Linked DNA regions of Gossypium hirsutum: region 1 is linked to region 2. The links are chromatin contacts, called in public Hi-C maps. All regions are on one chromosome and are shown on one strand. The core of a region is the stretch at or near the end of the contact, and the rest is flanking DNA. Distances in the headings are between cores, read along the strand shown.

Evidence for each region. A called contact is a pair of places that touch in the nucleus more often than the background predicts.
Region 1: a Hi-C map of leaf shows a contact between it and region 2, with 4 times the contacts expected there. The contact joins the promoter of LOC107930146 here to the promoter of LOC107948867 in region 2. A contact is called at or near these places in 3 of 34 Hi-C or Micro-C datasets (all in leaf).

What each region holds. Positions count from the first base shown.
Region 1 is chrA04:76,101,370-76,105,647 of Gossypium_hirsutum_v2.1, forward strand. LOC107930146 (transcription factor DIVARICATA) reads left to right here and starts at 2,635. Exons shown (of 2, transcript XM_016861719.2): 1 at 2,635-3,913; 2 at 4,171-4,278. The coding sequence starts at 3,489.
Region 2 is chrA04:75,533,109-75,537,023 of Gossypium_hirsutum_v2.1, forward strand. LOC107948867 (steroid 5-alpha-reductase DET2) reads right to left here and starts at 1,848. Exons shown (of 1, transcript NM_001327551.2): 1 at 861-1,848. The coding sequence starts at 1,738. The coding sequence ends at 962.

The DNA of each region.
Region 1 (4,278 bases), core at 1,385-3,884, 570 kb after region 2:
TATACTCCCTATTTTGGTGTGATTTCGATTAGATTACCTCTTCGGAGCCATTGGTGCGTTGTCAGGTGGACTGGCTCATATGAGCATCTGGTGTGTATCGATTGGACTAGCTCTTATAAGCATCTGGTAAGTTTCGGTTGGAATATAGATGTACTCGTATCCGTAAGTCGTTCATCAGATTGTAAATCTTGGAAAGGTAATTTGTTTAGTGAATTTGATGGTTTTGTCATGTATTTGAGTTTTGAATTGAATTTTACAACTCACCAGTTGAGATTGTGGATGGCAGGGAACACATATAGTTGTAGTATTATTTGACTTGTTGTACTTATTTCGGTAAGATTTATCATTTTAGTCAGTCGAAGTTACTAAGCTTCAATGAGCTTACTTGTGTTATTTTCTGTTCTTGTAGATATTTTGAAGATTGGAAGGTCAGATTGGCACTCAAGTCACACTATCCCCCCATTTTTGGTAGTTTTTGGAATGTTCATTTTGGATTATATGGCATGTAATAGCCTTGTATATCATTACTATTGTTTTGATATGTAAAATGTTAAAATATGATCTTAAGTGCAAATAGTCAACTTATGTGATTTATGTGAATGAGGTCTAATGTTTAAGTGCAAGATCATGGTAAGTGTGTTTGGAATATTATGATTGAGATGCCTATGTTTGGAATATTGGTTAAATGTGAGATGGTATTATTTAAAATGCCTTGAATGATAATTCTTTTTGTTGTAAAATTGTATATACTTGTGGTATCAATGAGGATGCATTGGTTAGGCACTTAAGATGGTTGATTTAGCATGCTTTTAGCTTGTTTAATGTCACTTTGAATAGGTATTTTGGCTGGTAAATGGATTACTTAGAGTTCAAGTAAGCTTGAATTGGTAAACTTGTTGTTTAAGGTTCATGTTGGGTCTACACGGCCTGAGACACGGGCGTGTGACTCAGCTATGTCAGACACACAGCCTGGCGACACAACCATGTGTCATTTGATGAATTATTTAGGGTGCAAGTCAGTGAGTTACAAAGCCTAACACACGGCCTGGCACACGGGCGTGTGACACGGCCATGTGACCCTACTTAGAGAGTTTCACGGGTAGGAACACGGGTTGGGGCACAGCCATGTGTCCCTAGTTCAATTGTTACACAGCCCAAGACATGGGCATGTTTCTCAGCCTTGTGAGACACACGGCCTGGCCACATGGCCGTGTGACCCTTGTTTTGTAGATTTTTTATCTTTTTTCCTAAACTTTCCAAACTGATTCAAATTGATCCCAATTTGTTTCTAAACTATTTTTAAGGGCTCAATTCAGGGACTATATGCATGTGTATGAATAATTTATTATGTGATTACAATTGAATTATATAAGGTTCAAATGTTTCTGATTGTTTAGTAATACTCTATAACCCTAATCCGACGACAGAAACGAGTTAAGGGTGTTACAGAAAGAGAGAAGGGCAAGATATATTCTCTAGAGTAGGTGAGAAAGTAGAGAAGGTTATGATGTACAATGTTTTACAGAAAACAAAATGATAAGACATTTTACTATAAAACTTGTTTTTTAAAAGTTGACTTGTACATTATTTTTACATTAATGCACTTGTTTTATCGTACCAAACATAAAAAAAAACATAAAAAAATTGATTTGGATTTGGCAATAAGAAATTTAGCCCTTAAAGTTTACATATTTTGTCAATTTAATGTTAATTTTAACAAATTTATCTCATTACATTTGTGTAAATTAAGGCTAAATTTGTTGAATTTTTTAGAATTAAGACTAAAATGACAAAATATGTAAACATCGAAGGCTAATTTTGTTGCTATATCAATCAAAGTATTACTATTGATAGATGACATAAATGTCATTTTTTTTGAACAATCTCATTATAGATTTTGATGATATCTGCTTTTTTTAATATAATGTCTAGAACAACTCATAGCCCCTCCCCAACCCTTAAATAGGAGGATAATACGCTTCAGCACACTCAAACCCACATCTTCCTACACTAACATCAATGTCTATGTTAATTGAGCTAAAATTCAATCAACACATTAACGTCGTTATTAATTGTTATTACATTGCTCACTTTCGAAACTGACGAGGATTAAATTGCTTTAATATTTTTTAGAGCGATCAATTTGCTCAATTTCAAAATTGGGAGAATAAAAAATCCTTTTAACTAAATATACATTAATCTAATTCTTATATATATTTTAACTAGTTAATATGAATAAAGTTATTTGATAATTTTACTTCCAAATACAAAAATTAAAAGTAACTAAATCTCAACTTTTATGTTTAGTAAAAAAAAAAGCAAGTATTTTATTTTATTCCACAAATAGTCTTAAAATATTGACATATATCTTTGTTTTAATATTTTATTATACTCTTATAGAATACTTATCAATATCTCACCGAAATCTAAAAATTCCACTATTAATTAATAATTTCTCAAAAAATATATTTAATACTTTTAACTTCAAAATCAAATTTCTCTACTAATTTTGTAATGAAAAAGCACATTTCACCTCCCATTAAAACTTTGGATGACACGAAGGACAAACATCTCACGTGCCAAAATTGGTCATCTCCAAATAAAAAGACCAGAAAACCAAACATCCAATTTCATTCACCAACAAGCCAAATGTCCGTCGATGTCTCTCTTCTGATTGGCCATCACCCTTCCCTCATAATATTTTAGAGAAAAAGAGCGTTGCTTTGGCCACAGTAGCGCCCACAATTCTTCAACACCAATCACAAGTTAGCAGCTTTGACCCCTCTCTTTCTCTCTGCCTTCACTTTCAGTCTCATCATTCTCTGTTTCATAGTTTTGTAAGCAGTACAAAATATAACTCAAAAGAGTGTGCTTATAATTCATTTCTATCATGCACTCTCTCTTTCTTCTCCTTGCTTTTGCTTTATCTTCCTAACAAAATATAAACTGCTAAAGATTTCCCCCCACTTTTAGCTCTCCAATTCTCTAGAACCTTCTTTGTTTTGTTTTATTGTTTTTGCTTTCTTCATCGATTTACTGCGTTCTTTTTTTTTTCCAGTTTGTGTTTAAATCTATGATCTGGGTTTTTAAATTTTAATCTCTATATCAATTTTCTAGTTGTAATTGTAGTATGTAATTTTGGATCTACTATGTATGTCGGGGTTTTTCATTTATATTTGCAAAGATCTGCTTTTTTCTTTTTTTTTTTCTACCAGCTCTCGAATTTTCCTTGGGTTTTGGAAAGTTCAATTTTTTGAGATTCCTCAACTTAATCTTGTGTGAAAAAGGGTACCGAATCCATTTTAATGTTTTTATGATTTGATATTTCGTTGCTAATTTAAAACAGCCTTACTTCTCTGCATTTTTCTAATTTGGTTTTTCTCTCTCTTTGAACAATTTCATTCAAAGAGGGAGAAAAGCATAGTTTTCTTCTTTCTTTTTTTGCGTACGGGCAAATCATCTTTGGCAGTTTACATAACCAGTAACAAATGAATAGGGGACTTGAAATTCTCTCTCCAGCCTCTTATTTACATACTTCCAATTGGTTTTTTCAAGAGAGTAAAGGTACTAAATGGACGCCTGAAGAGAACAAGTGCTTTGAAAATGCTTTGGCTTTATATGATAAAGATACCCCTGATCGATGGATTAAGGTGGCATCTATGATTCCTGGAAAAACAGTTGGGGATGTCATCAAGCAATACAGAGAATTGGAAGAAGATGTGAGTGATATAGAGGCTGGCCTGATTCCAATCCCTGGATATAGCAGTGAATCTTTTACATTGGAGTGGGGTAATGATAGTCAAGGCTTTGATGGATTTAGACACTATTACACTCCTGGTAAAAGAGGGACTGGGTCTCGTTCTTCTGATCAAGAAAGGAAGAAAGGAGTGCCATGGACTGAAGAAGAACACAGGTAACTGCTAGCCCTTTTTTTTGGTTCTTTATATATTTGACAATTATGATCAGTCCTTAGGATATCAGGTATCAATGGAGTTTCCTGTTTGAATCTTGCAATTGTTATGAATGTTGACAATGTGGTTGGTTGGTAAACACTGTGTATGTTTTGTTGGTGCATGTCGCTTTTCTTGGTTGTGCAAATTCTGTACCGTTCAATGGTTTTCAGCATTTTTCCTAGCGGCTTATGATGTTTGACTTGATGATTAATGACAGACAATTCTTAATGGGTCTTAAAAAGTACGGTAAAGGGGATTGGAGAAATATTTCACGCAATTTCGTGACTACTCGAACACCGACTCAAGTGGCAAGTCATGCTCAGAA
Region 2 (3,915 bases), core at 598-3,097:
GGGTATTCCCAAGGGGTTCAATGCTATTTGTTACAGATTTCTGAAGGTGCTTTAATTTTCATAACATGCTATGATGAGTAAAAAAGGTATTGCACTTTCAACCATTTTGTGCGAGTATGCCATCGCTTTTTCACATTGGCATTGCTAAAGAATAGAAACTCCATGAACAATTCTAGTGTAGACTTCTTTCTGATAAGGAAAAGGTGCATTCAAAAGTTAAAACACAGGTCTGACCCTCAGCTCTAACAACAACCAAAAAAAAAAAAAAATGAAAAAATGAAAACTCACACCCTCTGGTAGTTCATTACAAATGTTCATCAAATCGCAAACCAGAGGTATTCAACTGAGGCAGGAGCCGCATGCCACTACCTAGTCTTGCCAATCCATCGGCACTCCTATTCCCTAAACAAAACACATGTTCAATGACCCTCTCGAAACCTTTTAAGGAGCATCCTGCAGTCATTCACCAAATTCCACTTCAAGTTTCCTTGTGTCCATGCTCTAAATTCCTATAGTTTGGCAACCATGCTCATGACCCATTTGCTTATGTGATTCCTAATGACAGCTTTTGCACCTACTTTACCTGGATTACCGATCCATGGCATCCTATGCTCATGATACCGAATTTGCCATCCGTCTTAAACTGTGCCTAAGTAAATGGTTAACAATATCGTTGTCATGATCTCTACACACTGCCACAAAATCTGAATTTGCATTCCACGTCCAGCAAGGACAAATTATTTCGCCGATAGCATGTCATTTGATGATAATGGGCAATATTCTTTTACCTGTAAAATTTGCACTTAATTGCAGCCCAATGCTTAATTTTTTTGTTTATGGTTTGAACAAAGAACAAGATATAACAGAAAAGAAATCTGATTTTTTATTAATCAAACCATTAAAAAGATACAACTTGATCACCGAATCAATCATATGTGGGTTAAACACAAATATCAAATCTTCAATATATGAATGGGATCACAGCTTTTCTGTCTTTGGGATAATCGTCCTTGAACTTCTCCAAATACCAAAGGCGGGTGGCACGAGCTCTAGGCATCAAGTTGGCACAAGTGTAGAGAAAGAAGCCAAAACCCACCCAAGACCATGTCATCACCGCCCACCCAAACCACTCCATAATCTCCCCAAAATAGTTGGGGCAACTCACCAACTCAAACAGCCCTCCTCTTGGGATCTTATATCCACCATCACCTTGTTTCTTCAGTCCCACCAACACTTTATCAGCCCTAACATTCACCCACATACCAACTACAAAAATTAGCAATCCAGCAAGAAACCTCCACCAAAACAGCTCCTCATTTTCATAGTCGTCCTTATAGTGCGACACCCACCTGGCTTGCAAATAACCGTTCAAAAGATTAAACCCGAACGCCATAAAAGCTACACTCACTGGAAAACCCCTGGTTTGGGTGGTGTTCCTGGCGAGCCGAAGAGGGTAAAGGACAGTGCGGTTGAAGTAGTGAAAGAGAAAGGGCGAGATGAGAAGGAATGATTTAGGGTTGTAGAAATGTTGGCCGGAGGGAAAGAGGAAGAAAGTGAGCCAGAGGGTGGGACTTTCCATGAGGAACCAAGCCAAAGGTGGAGAGATGGTAGGACCCCAACCAGGGCGGTTGTGCTTGCCATAAGGGGCTTGGAGGAAGTAAAGGCTGATCCATGTTGGTAAAGCAATTATGTAAAGAGTGAGGAGGCAGTAGTGAAAAAGGGTCTGATCGGAGGCCATTTTCTTGTCTTCTCTTTTCTATGTTGAAGATGAGAAAGAAGGATCTGAATCCCAGGGAATGCTACTTAATAAGTGTGAGTACAACTTTGCGGTACTTCGGCTGTCTTACCTATTGTCCCTCTACCTGCAGCAATTACTATCACTTAAGGTTAGCTTTTCAATTTAATACTGTTTTTCGGTAATAATATTATCATTCTTTTTTATTTAAAAATTTAAGCAAATTAATTTCTCTAATATTTAAGATTAAAGAGTAAATTAATATTTTTGTTATTGTTAAAAATTTTATTTATCTAATTTTATTATTAAAAATTAATTTTTATATATTTATATAGTAATTAGTTATTTTGTCATTCACTTCAGTTTTAACAGTGCAAAAGAATAAAATTTTAACTAAAATAATTAATTTTTTTTTAATTTAATATAAAGTAGAGTAATTTACTTATTTTTTAATAAAAGGGTAAAATATGATTTTAATTTCTAATGCTTTTTCAAGAAAAAATATTTTTGAAAAATGTAATTTGTAAAATTTATTTTAGTATAATCTCAAATAAACCTCTTAACAATAACAATTATAAGATTCAAGCAAATTCGAATCCCATGCCTCGGAAAGTGCACTATAATTTCTTCTAACCACTAGTTAATAATGTAGCTTGATAATTTTGGGGTTTTACATTGCTCTAAAAAATTATTGTAAAAAATTAAAATATTTATTTTAAACATTAGATAAAAAATAATTTAACTTATATTATATTTAAATAATTTAATATATTAATAGATGAAATATAGAATTTAAATGTATTTTAAGCAATTAATATAAATTATTTATAAAATTTAATTTAAACATATAAACCATAATATTTGTAAGCTCACATATGAGTGGTAAGTTAAAACTTTAAAAAAAAAAAGAAAAAAGAAAAAAGTGGTTGCTACGAAATTAAATGAAATAGAAAAATGTTGTAATTACTTCCATTAAAGCCAAATAGAAAGTATTTGGGAAGAATAAATAGAGTGCTTTCATAATTTTATATCTAAAATGCAAAAATAATTTTTTTTTAAATTTTGGTGCTAAAATATTTTTGATTCCAAGTCTTAACCTTGATTAATATTATTGCAATATAAAAGTGGATTAATAAATTAAATATTTATTTACTTCCTTTCATATGAGTGTAATATTACTTGTAGTCTCTTCCAACCTTTAAAAAAGAGGACAACGTGTTTCAGCGCACTTGAATTTATGTACTTCTGTATTGACAATAATACCAATACCAATTGATAATAATATTTGATATTCTTGAATAAAAATTTTAAATTTAGTATTGCAAATGAAGAAAATTAATCAAAACCAAATAATAAAGATAAAAGAGGAAAAAAAATATAAATTATGAATTTTAAGGAGGCCGGCGGAAGGGTATTGAATTAAGTTTAGATAATGAATTTTGTGATTCAAACCCACATAATTGGAATTATTAAATTTAATATAAAAAAATATTAATATTTTAAACTATTGAAAAATCCAAAATATGGATGATGAAGAAAAATAACAAATTTCATGACGCTATGTTAATCTAATCCTTGGCTTAGTTATCTTCTTATTATTTCAAGGAATTTTATTTATTTATTAGATATAAAAATATAAGTATAATTATTAGAATGATATTTTTTTATTATATGATTATTAAGTAAGTCTTTGTTTAATTTCAAAATATCATAATAATAAATTTAATAAAATAATTTAATTATGTTAACAACTGCATTTAAATATTAAAATTTAAAAAAGATATAAATTTAATTTTTGAAAATAAAAATTAAATTCCAAATAAATAAATAAATAGTTGAAGGGCAAAATAGTTGCCTGAAGTAAGCAACTTTAAAAGCGATGTTGGCCGGCCGACATTCATGGAAAGAAAATCATCAGCTCGATTTTCTCTCTAGTCTTTGGAGAAACCAAAGTTTTTTTTTAATTATATATATAGTTTCTCCAATTTAATATTATATTTAAAATATCAAAATTAAAAGCTATTATAAAATTTTAAAATATTAAAATACAATTACTTTTAAAATATGAAAATATAAAAAAATTATTTTTAAAAAAATGTACCTTTAAAATTGGTATTTTTTTTTCATTAATAAAAAGAAGAATACAATTCCTAAATTTTAAATTTGAAAATATGGTTTTA